3 separate regions of the Mus musculus genome follow, and regions 2 and 3 are each linked to region 1. A link is a contact called in public HiChIP or PLAC-seq and promoter capture Hi-C data. All regions are on one chromosome and are shown on one strand. The core of a region is the stretch at or near the end of the contact, and the rest is flanking DNA. Distances in the headings are between cores, read along the strand shown. Region 1 holds the start of Esco2 (establishment of sister chromatid cohesion N-acetyltransferase 2). Region 2 overlaps Ptk2b (PTK2 protein tyrosine kinase 2 beta). Region 3 overlaps Zfp395 (zinc finger protein 395).

Region 1 (2,700 bases), core at 48-2,547:
ATTATCAGCATTCAGTGTATATCGCTTCCTCTTTCTTGGAGTACAAGTTGCCATCATCTTAGTTAAATTCCTAAAGGCAGCAAATATGTCAGTTATAATAAAGTCACCAAAAGGATAGAAAACGCACCATGTCAAAATTGTTTATAAATCTTGATTCTAAATAAGTGACTGCAAATAAATACCCAAGGGAACATTGCTTTTTGAGATAGTGCTTCACATAGCAGAGCTTAGCCTCAAATTCAAACTCATTCACTCTGTCGCCAAGGATAAACTTGAACTCTTGAGCTTTCCAGAACTGGAATCACAAGCTAAGTCACCAGGCTTGGTTCCAAGAAACAGATTAAGAAAAACAACAACGAACCAACCACAGAAAGACAAACAAAACCTAGTCAGGTGTGACGGTGCAAAATGGGAGGCATAGGCAAAGGGACCCTGAGTTTGAGGCAAGCCTGGGGTACAGGGGGTCTCAAAAAAAAAAAAGCAAAGCAGTAAGCTATGTATTAGAGAAGTAAACAGTGATAAAAGGGAAGGAGGGTGGGTTGGGGAAATACTGCGCTACAGTAGATGAGAGTGATGAAAGGTGATCCTACTAACGAGGCCGGGTGGAACCCTAATTGGGGTACACTTCCCTTTAATTAAACCAGTCACATCAAGTTTTGGCACTCCTGGTAGGCCTTTGGCACTAGCCTCCTTCCATGGCTCCTCCATATTCCACTTAGCACACTTTCTGACTGACCAGCCAGTCATCTTCACAGCCTGCACGTTCAGGGAAGGCAGAGATTGCTCACACCCTTCCTGGAGGTCTGAGCGAGGTAATATGGGTGGGACAAGTCCTCCCCACGGGTCCCGGCGGGGCTCCCTCACCTCACTAGGCAGCTTGCTAAAGTCAAGCCGCGTCCCTTAGGGAGATAATTCTAGAATGTTCTTTCCTTCCTTTCCCCTTCCTTCGGAAAGGGTATGTCAGTCCCACAGAACTCCACAAGCGCGACCTCTAAGCCAACCCGAGCGTCTACGGGGCAACAGGGAAGCCCTCTCCTTGCCTGCGTGAGAGACGCTGGCACCCAGAGCGGGAGCCCCGCGGGAGGAGCAGGCAGCGGGCTACGTTCAAGGCCCTTGCCCCTTGACGTTACCTTCGTTCCTCAGTCTCCTTCTGGACCGGCGTCCACGCCTGCGGGGGTACCGCACGAAATGACCCCTCTGCACCTCAGCAAGCTTACGACCTTGCTCACAGGAACCCGGCGCTCCGCCAGTGTGTTCAAATTCACGCGCGCTACTTGAGACCAACGCTGCTGCGTACTGATTCGTCACTGCTCAGGCGCTTCCTAGAGCCTGCGCCGCGATTGGCTTCTCGCTAGTCATTGCCCCGCCCTCCGGCGAGGAGGTCTCCGAGATTCTCCCGCCCTTGAGAGGCAAAGCTGGTCAGGGGGAGGGAGTTGGGGGGAGGAGTTGGGGAAGAAGGAAGGCACACCTCCTGAAATCCTGCAATAACTTCAGGCTTCAGACCGACGCCCGTAACAGTGCATTCTGGGAATTGTAGTTTATGGCTCAGCTGAATTGGAAGTTAAATTCTGAGGCAGTTTGGTGCAAACAGCTAACGAAAAGTGACATCCCCAAGATACTGGAGGCTCTTATTTTTCATATTTGAAGCCCTATTGTTGGTTTTGCGTTTTAGAAAAAAAAGTGAGATTTTCAGTTTCCATTTTACTATTTTATTATTCAAATTATGGTGTGAATGTTTGCTAAATTTGGTTACTTTATATATTTTTAAAGATTTTATTTATTTTTTGACTATGTGCATGCCTGCAAGTGAGTATGTGTATGTGAATGGAGATACCAGCATAGGTCAGAGGAGTTGAATTCCCTGGATCAAGTTTAGACAGTTATAGGTCACCAAATGTGGATACAAGGAATTGACCTCAGGTCCTCTGCAAGAGTAGTCTGTGTTCTTAATAGCTGAGCCCAATCTCTTGAGCTGGATCCTTTACATGTTTTATTTCACGTACTCCTTACACAACCTATGAAGTTTGTATTATCATTCCTCATTTACAGAAAATGAAAACGAAGGCCTGAACACAATCACTATTTACAGGGAAGGCCTGTGGCACTCCAACTCCAATCAAGTGTCTTTTGGCAAGCAGAAATGTTCTTAAAACACTCACAGGCTTTTAAGGAGTTATTAGTGTCTAGAAGTCTCAGACAAATGTTGAAAGGAAATAAAACTTGAGACCTGTGAGTCACGTAATGTATGTCAAATAGCCCAAAGAGTTGTTTGTGAGCTTTGAAACCTGGGGCTGAGAACATAGCAGAACAGACCAGGACATGCCTGGGCAGGCCCATCGCCTCCCTATCTCCCACCCCTCTGACTTAAGTTAAATGTTAACAGGCTGCTGATGTTTAAATGGACCAATCATGTGAAACTGCGCCAATTCCTCCCCCAGTCCCACTCCTTTTCTATAAAAACCCCTAGCTTCCAAGCCACTGTCTCCTGTGTGAGATACCGGAGCTCCGCCATTAAAATACCCGTGTTGTTACATCAAGGTGTTGTGTTCTATTCGTGATTCTTGGGTGCACGCTGAATTGGGAGCTGAGTCGGGGTTTCCCCACTAGGTTCTTTCTTTTTTTTTTTCCATTTTTTATTAGGTATTTAGCTCATTTACATTTCCAATGCTATACCAAAAGTCCCCCATACCCACCCACCCC
Region 2 (2,700 bases), core at 120-2,619, 330 kb after region 1:
TAACAAGTCATGTCTCTGCCAGGCCTCTGAAAAGTTTCCCACTAAGCTCCATAAAACAGGCTTGATCATTACACTATAGCTTTAAAATAGTTGAATTGGAGTACACTGCCCATCATTAATATAGATTCAAGTCTCGGTGTTTATTTCTTATAATATTCTTCATCCAATCCATTCAGCAACTATTGGTTAAGCAGCTACTGTGTGGTAGGCATAAAGCTGGATGCTGGAAGAACAGCAGTTTTAAAAACCACGTGTTTCTGTTTTCATAGGGCTAAATGACTAATATAAAGAGTTATTTATGCCCCTAACACAATGCTATCTACAATGGTATGATGGGCCAGGAGGTCTTCAGTGGAGCCCAGTGGGTGCCTGTCCATGTTCTTAGCACTAAAAACTAAACTCACTAAACCTCTTTTCTGTGTGAAGCACTTAGCCACAGGTATTTTGTTATAGAAGCAAAATAACAGACTAAGACACAAATGTCCCAAAAAATGAAGGTAAGCATTTTAAAGTTAAAAATATCCCCAGTTAAACTCAATGCAGGTCTATGGTCACCTTGGGCTTTTAATAAATGGTAGAACTAAGTGTCAAAAGTTTTCAATTCAGGGTCAGAAATATAAAAGAAAATATAGAGACCGAGGAATATTAAATACTGATAGGACAAGTTACTGGACTCCAAAATCTTCTATATAGTTTTGTCATAAGAGATTGCCACAGGTTATACGTGATGTATACCCCAGGCTTGACCTTGGCAAATATTTATTAGCAAACAAATGCTAGAAAGCTTGTTCTGATGACTTCTAATTACATAATAAAACTAAAGGATAAAGGTAGAGGCTTTCTGCTTTATTCTTAATCTGTGTATGTATGTGCACACGTGCATGTATGTGTGTTGGTGTGTGTTGTGGGAGCATGTGTGTGTGGCAGCTGGAGGCTGAGACAGGCATCTTCCTCAACTGTTTTTCACGCCCTTGGAGCATGGTATCTCCCTCAGCTGAACTGACAACTCACTGGTACGGATTAATCAACCTGGCCACCTCGCTCCCAGAATTCTCGGTTCCTAGGAACTGGAATTACAGGTGAACCAGCATGCTGACCCAGCGTTTAGGTGAGTGGGAGGATCCAAACTCTGGTCTTCATGCTTGCACAGCAAGTGCCTCATCCTTGGAGCCATTGTCCCAGCTCCAGTAATTTCAATAATAACGTTTAAACCTTGAACTTCTTTACATTCTGGTATTCTCCCTAGGCAACCGACACCCACACTTCTTGGAAGGAATCGGGGATTTGCGTTACAGAATGGTGCTCCTGAGTTGTTTTCAGTAACTGCTGCCGCTCATCCTTCCTGCCTCATTTACACCTCCGCATAAAACCTTCCTTGTTCTAGCAAAACCATAGTCCCGCCCCCTTGCCTCATAGCAAAGCAGTGGCCCCACCCCTTACCCTATAGCTTTCTGCCACTTAGTCTTGGCTCCTATAGCAGCCTCTTCTTTGTACATCTCCCACATTCCAGTTTTGTCCCTTTCCAACGTTTCCCTAGGTGATACAGGTGAGTGTGCACCTGTGCCCTGAAGGCAAAGCCTCCTGGTTCCTCCTTCAGCACCTAGGACAGCACCCTGCTGCACCTCGTTATGGAATTGGGATATGGGGTGGGGGGATGACTATCATCATCCTTGTGCGACGTTCCACCGGACTCCCAGAGGAGCCACACTATACAGGAAATGATTTTGCCATCTCCGAATTTTTGTTAAATGCTTTCAGATGCTTCGTGGGAAAGCTGTTATCTCGTGAGCATGGCACTGGCAAGCGACTGTCTCACGTACACCATAAAATGGAGTTTATACTTTTTCTTTTTTATGTATTTAAAGAAGAACTCTTCATGTTCTTTCAGAGTTCCTTTATGACAGTCACTTCTAAACGCCTGCCACAAAAGACCTGCACAGCCTGTCTTTATGGAACTGAAAAAAGTCCTGGCAGTGAAACACAGCCCAGACAATGGCAGTGCTGCCCCCCACAGGCACTAAGCAGCCTCTTTCTGAAAGAACGAATGCAATTTTTTAAAAAAGCTCTCCAAAACTTAATAACTATGAATAAAGAGTCCAGGGCAGGGGTGGTGGTGAGCATTGCCTAAATTAGAGCACATGTTTAAAACTGTGGGTTAATTATGGTTAATCATACATGAAGACCGAAATTGGTGAAATTAATGTAAGAGAGAAAAACAGAGTGAGTTTGAAGAAATTTGACTTCATAACAGACCTCAGCTGCCTGGAATTCTAAATTATGCTCATTTCAAATTTTTGCTAAATTAAGAATAATAGCACAGAAGCATATTCAAATAATTGCCTACATTTCTCAAATGTGTTCTAACGAACATGTATTTTTTTTTCCCCACAAAAAGCTTTAGAGTTATGGATCTTGAGGCTGAAACGTATATACATATAGAGCAAGAGAGGAAACGGTGAGTATTTCAGTCTGTTTCATAACTTAGTAAAATATATCAAGTGCTTACAGCAACTTGATGTTGGGGGTGGACACCTGCTCACAAGCCAAGTGCTCAGCGCAGAAGACCTGACATTCTGGCCCAGGAAGCCTCCAGGGCTTCACTGGAGACAAAGAGGCTGCAGTGAGCTGGTTCATGAGCCTGTTTTCTTACCAGTCTCTATTCTTCATACCCAGAATCCCAAATCACAAAAGCAGCAGGGA
Region 3 (2,716 bases), core at 87-2,586, 450 kb before region 1:
AAAAAAAAGAAACCTGGTAGTTCTCCAGTAAAAGATGAGGACGGTACCCAGGATATTAAGTACTAAAAACTCAGGCTACTGTGTATGCGCTGGGTGTGAGATCTCTGTAAAGACACGAAAACAGGGGTTTAATAGGAGCCTCTTGTCTTCATTTCAACCCTCATCATCAACTTGGTGAACGTCAGGGCTTTTGCAGTTAGAAACCTCGCTGTAAACCTCACCTCCTCAACTCTGACACAAGTCCCATGCGTTGTGTAATAAGCCGCTGGCTTCTGACCTGTGTCCTGGAAGTGCTGCTGGGTGATGTCATGGCATGCCGCAATGCCCCTGGGTGGTGAGAGGCACAGCCGTCAGATGCAGCTCTGTGCACTTGCAGACGTGTGCTGAGAGAAAGAGAGAGAGAGAGAGAGAGAGAGAGAGAGAGAGAGAGAGAGAGGCCGTTGTCCAGTAGCCATCATGTGATGAATGGCAGTTTGTGATTCTGGACCATCGAGTTTGTTTTACTGTTCTGTCAGGTTCAGTTAGGTAACGGAGAGCAGATGTCTGCATTAAAGGCCATTAGCACATCAGGATGCGTTTGCTGAGGCTGGTCGTTGACCAAAGCACATAAGCGATCCCTTTCCTATGGACAGCATTTGGGACTCCAGATGCCCCTTAGGACGTTCTGAGACCACTTTATGAGTTTATGACCCATCAAGGGATCTGTAAGTGGAGAACGTAAAACCGGAAAGGCAGCGTTTAGCTACATGCTGAAATCCAGTCCTCGTTACTTTACAATACAGGTTTCCTAATTTTCTCTGCTGCCACAGAAAAGAGTCACGTGGCAAATTAGAAGGCTGGCTGGTTCTGGAACCATGAGTATTTCTCAAGAAAGCTTCCTGGTGGGGGAAGAGGGTCCTGAAAGAGGCCAGCTGGAGGGTGCGTGCATACTAGGAGGCAGGGTGAGACCCGCCATGCCAATTGACCAGCTAGCACTTCCAAAATAGGTGTGACTTTGCTCCTCTACCCATCTTTCCGGCCAACTTCTGTCATTATTGCCCCATTACTTCTGAATCCTGAAAGCATAATGTGTGTTTTTGAGTGGATTTTTGGAGAAAGTAGCCAGCCTGTGGAAGCAGGCCAGGAGCAGAGTTGCCTATTTGCGCAGATCTCTCTGGCTTCTGGAAGGTACAGGCTTACCAACCAACAGAAGAGCATTCTTTAAAAAGAAGACAGGCTTCCAAAAACAGCGTCAGAGTTTGTTGCCCAAACATCTCAGGTTCTTTCTGAAGACTGGGAACCAAGGTTTGGAAACACCGCCGGCTTCATTTTCAGTACTAGAAACCCCAAACTTCCGGCTCAGCAAAGCTCCTGGGTTTCTTTTGGGGGAAGGGAGGGCAAGCAAAGGACTGCTGGTTTCTCTGTATTAGTACTGCCACCTGTTGTCAGTCAGTGACATTACACGTTAGCTTTCTTTTGCTCTGTGCTCCTTTTTTTCCTGTGCCTGTTCTTGAACCTAGGGCCTCTCTTACACCAGGGACACTCTACACTGGGTCACACAGCCTGACCGGTGGCTGCAGTTTAAAAGCCATTTATCTGGGGCACCTTTTATTTTTAATTTGTAGTCACAAAGTTCTCAGAGTGTGAAGGCACCAGCCACCTAACTTGGAGATTCTGCATGCCATATTCTTGCTTTGTTTCTTGGGGACTCCTGATCAAGCTGCCAGTATATCAGATTACAGACTTTGAGCAGAGAACTGGCTTTTCCTTTCTCCCCTCCCTCCCCTCCCTTCCCCTCCCTTCCCTTCCCCCTTCCCACCACTCCATTTGTTAATTCATTCTTTTGTTCTTTTTGAGACTGGCTTTCTGTGTAGCCCTGGCTGTCCTGGAACTCAGACCAGGCAGGCCTTGAACGCAGAGATCCGTCTGCCTCTGCCTGCAGAGAGCTGGGCTCAAAGGAGTGCTCCACCATCGCCTGGCTGCCTCTTTCTTATTATCCTTTTGCTGTTATTGTTTTGCTTTTTCTTTTTTATTATATTTTTAAAATTTAAAACAGATTTGAACAGATCGAATTGAAATGTTTCGATCATATTCTTCAGTCCATCCAGTCCATCCAGATCTTCTCCCCTCCCCTCCCTATCCAATTTTAAGTTCTTTCTCAAAGCAAACAAAAACAAACAAAAATCCAACACAACAACACCCCCCACCCACCCAACACCAAGAAGACAAAATAAAGCAACACCCAACAGAAAGAAAAAACACAAAACTTCAACAACAGCAACAACAACAAAAAGTAGCAAAAAAGCCTCGTGCAGTTATGTTGCTACTCCTGGACGTGAGGCCTGCCCTGGAGGGGTTGACACACCCAGTGCCATTCCTTCGGGGAAGATTGATGTCCCTCTCCCGCAGGCGCAAGGATCAGTTCTATTGACCACCTTTACCCAGGTGGCTAGCTTTTCATTCATCGTGTGTTTATCCATTTAAGAAAGCATGACAAAGCCTGGCACAGGCCTTAACCCCATCTCTCGGGAGGCAGGTAGATCTTTGCTAGTTCAAGGCCAGCCTGGTCTGCAAAGCAAGCTCTAGGACAGCCAGGGCTACACAGAGAAACCCTGTTTCAAAATACATCCCCTCCCCCCCACCTCGGGGGCCCCCCAAAGTGTAAGATAAAACACGAGCTATCACATGGAAGTTGGACAGGACAAACCAACATAAGGAAAAGAGCCCAAGAGAAGAC

Evidence for each region. Promoter capture Hi-C pulls out the DNA fragments that hold promoters and counts their contacts. HiChIP or PLAC-seq counts read pairs in DNA pulled down with a chosen protein or histone mark.
Region 2: a contact with region 1 is called in an H3K4me3 HiChIP or PLAC-seq map of forebrain, with 3 times the contacts expected there. The contact joins the enhancer-like site here to the promoter of Esco2 in region 1. A contact is called at or near these places in 3 of 39 promoter capture datasets (HPC-7-derived erythroid cells and liver), 4 of 484 Hi-C or Micro-C datasets (the G1E-ER4 cell line, the HL-1 cell line, cortical neurons and 1 more), 2 of 115 datasets of contacts at active chromatin or transcription factors (forebrain and kidney) and 2 of 9 other capture datasets (adipose tissue and liver).
Region 3: a contact with region 1 is called in a promoter capture Hi-C map of the HPC-7 cell line. The contact joins the enhancer-like site here to the promoter of Esco2 in region 1. A contact is called at or near these places in 3 of 39 promoter capture datasets (the C10 cell line, the HPC-7 cell line and pre-B cells), 1 of 484 Hi-C or Micro-C datasets (pre-B cells), 4 of 115 datasets of contacts at active chromatin or transcription factors (embryonic stem cells, large pre-B cells and pancreatic cancer cells) and 1 of 9 other capture datasets (liver).

Annotation. Positions count from the first base shown.
Region 1 is chr14:65,832,672-65,835,371 of GRCm38.p6, forward strand. Esco2 (establishment of sister chromatid cohesion N-acetyltransferase 2) reads right to left here and starts at 1,298. Exons shown (of 11, transcript NM_028039.2): 1 at 1,131-1,298; 2 at 1-70. The coding sequence starts at 57.
Region 2 is chr14:66,159,947-66,162,646 of GRCm38.p6, forward strand. All of the region lies in intron 24 of Ptk2b (PTK2 protein tyrosine kinase 2 beta), which reads right to left. Among named protein-coding and RNA genes, the nearest start is that of Gm52098, 17 kb to the right of the region's middle. Within about 2 kb of position 1,370, at least 13 of the 459 cell types and tissues checked have an H3K27ac peak or open chromatin away from gene starts, as enhancers often do. A contact at or near this core is called in cortical neurons and forebrain, where this site is marked.
Region 3 is chr14:65,380,370-65,383,085 of GRCm38.p6, forward strand. The region is part of intron 1 of Zfp395 (zinc finger protein 395); the gene reads left to right. Among named protein-coding and RNA genes, the nearest start is that of Zfp395, 23 kb to the left of the region's middle. Within about 2 kb of position 1,337, at least 174 of the 459 cell types and tissues checked have an H3K27ac peak or open chromatin away from gene starts, as enhancers often do. A contact at or near this core is called in the HPC-7 cell line, embryonic stem cells, liver and 1 more, where this site is marked.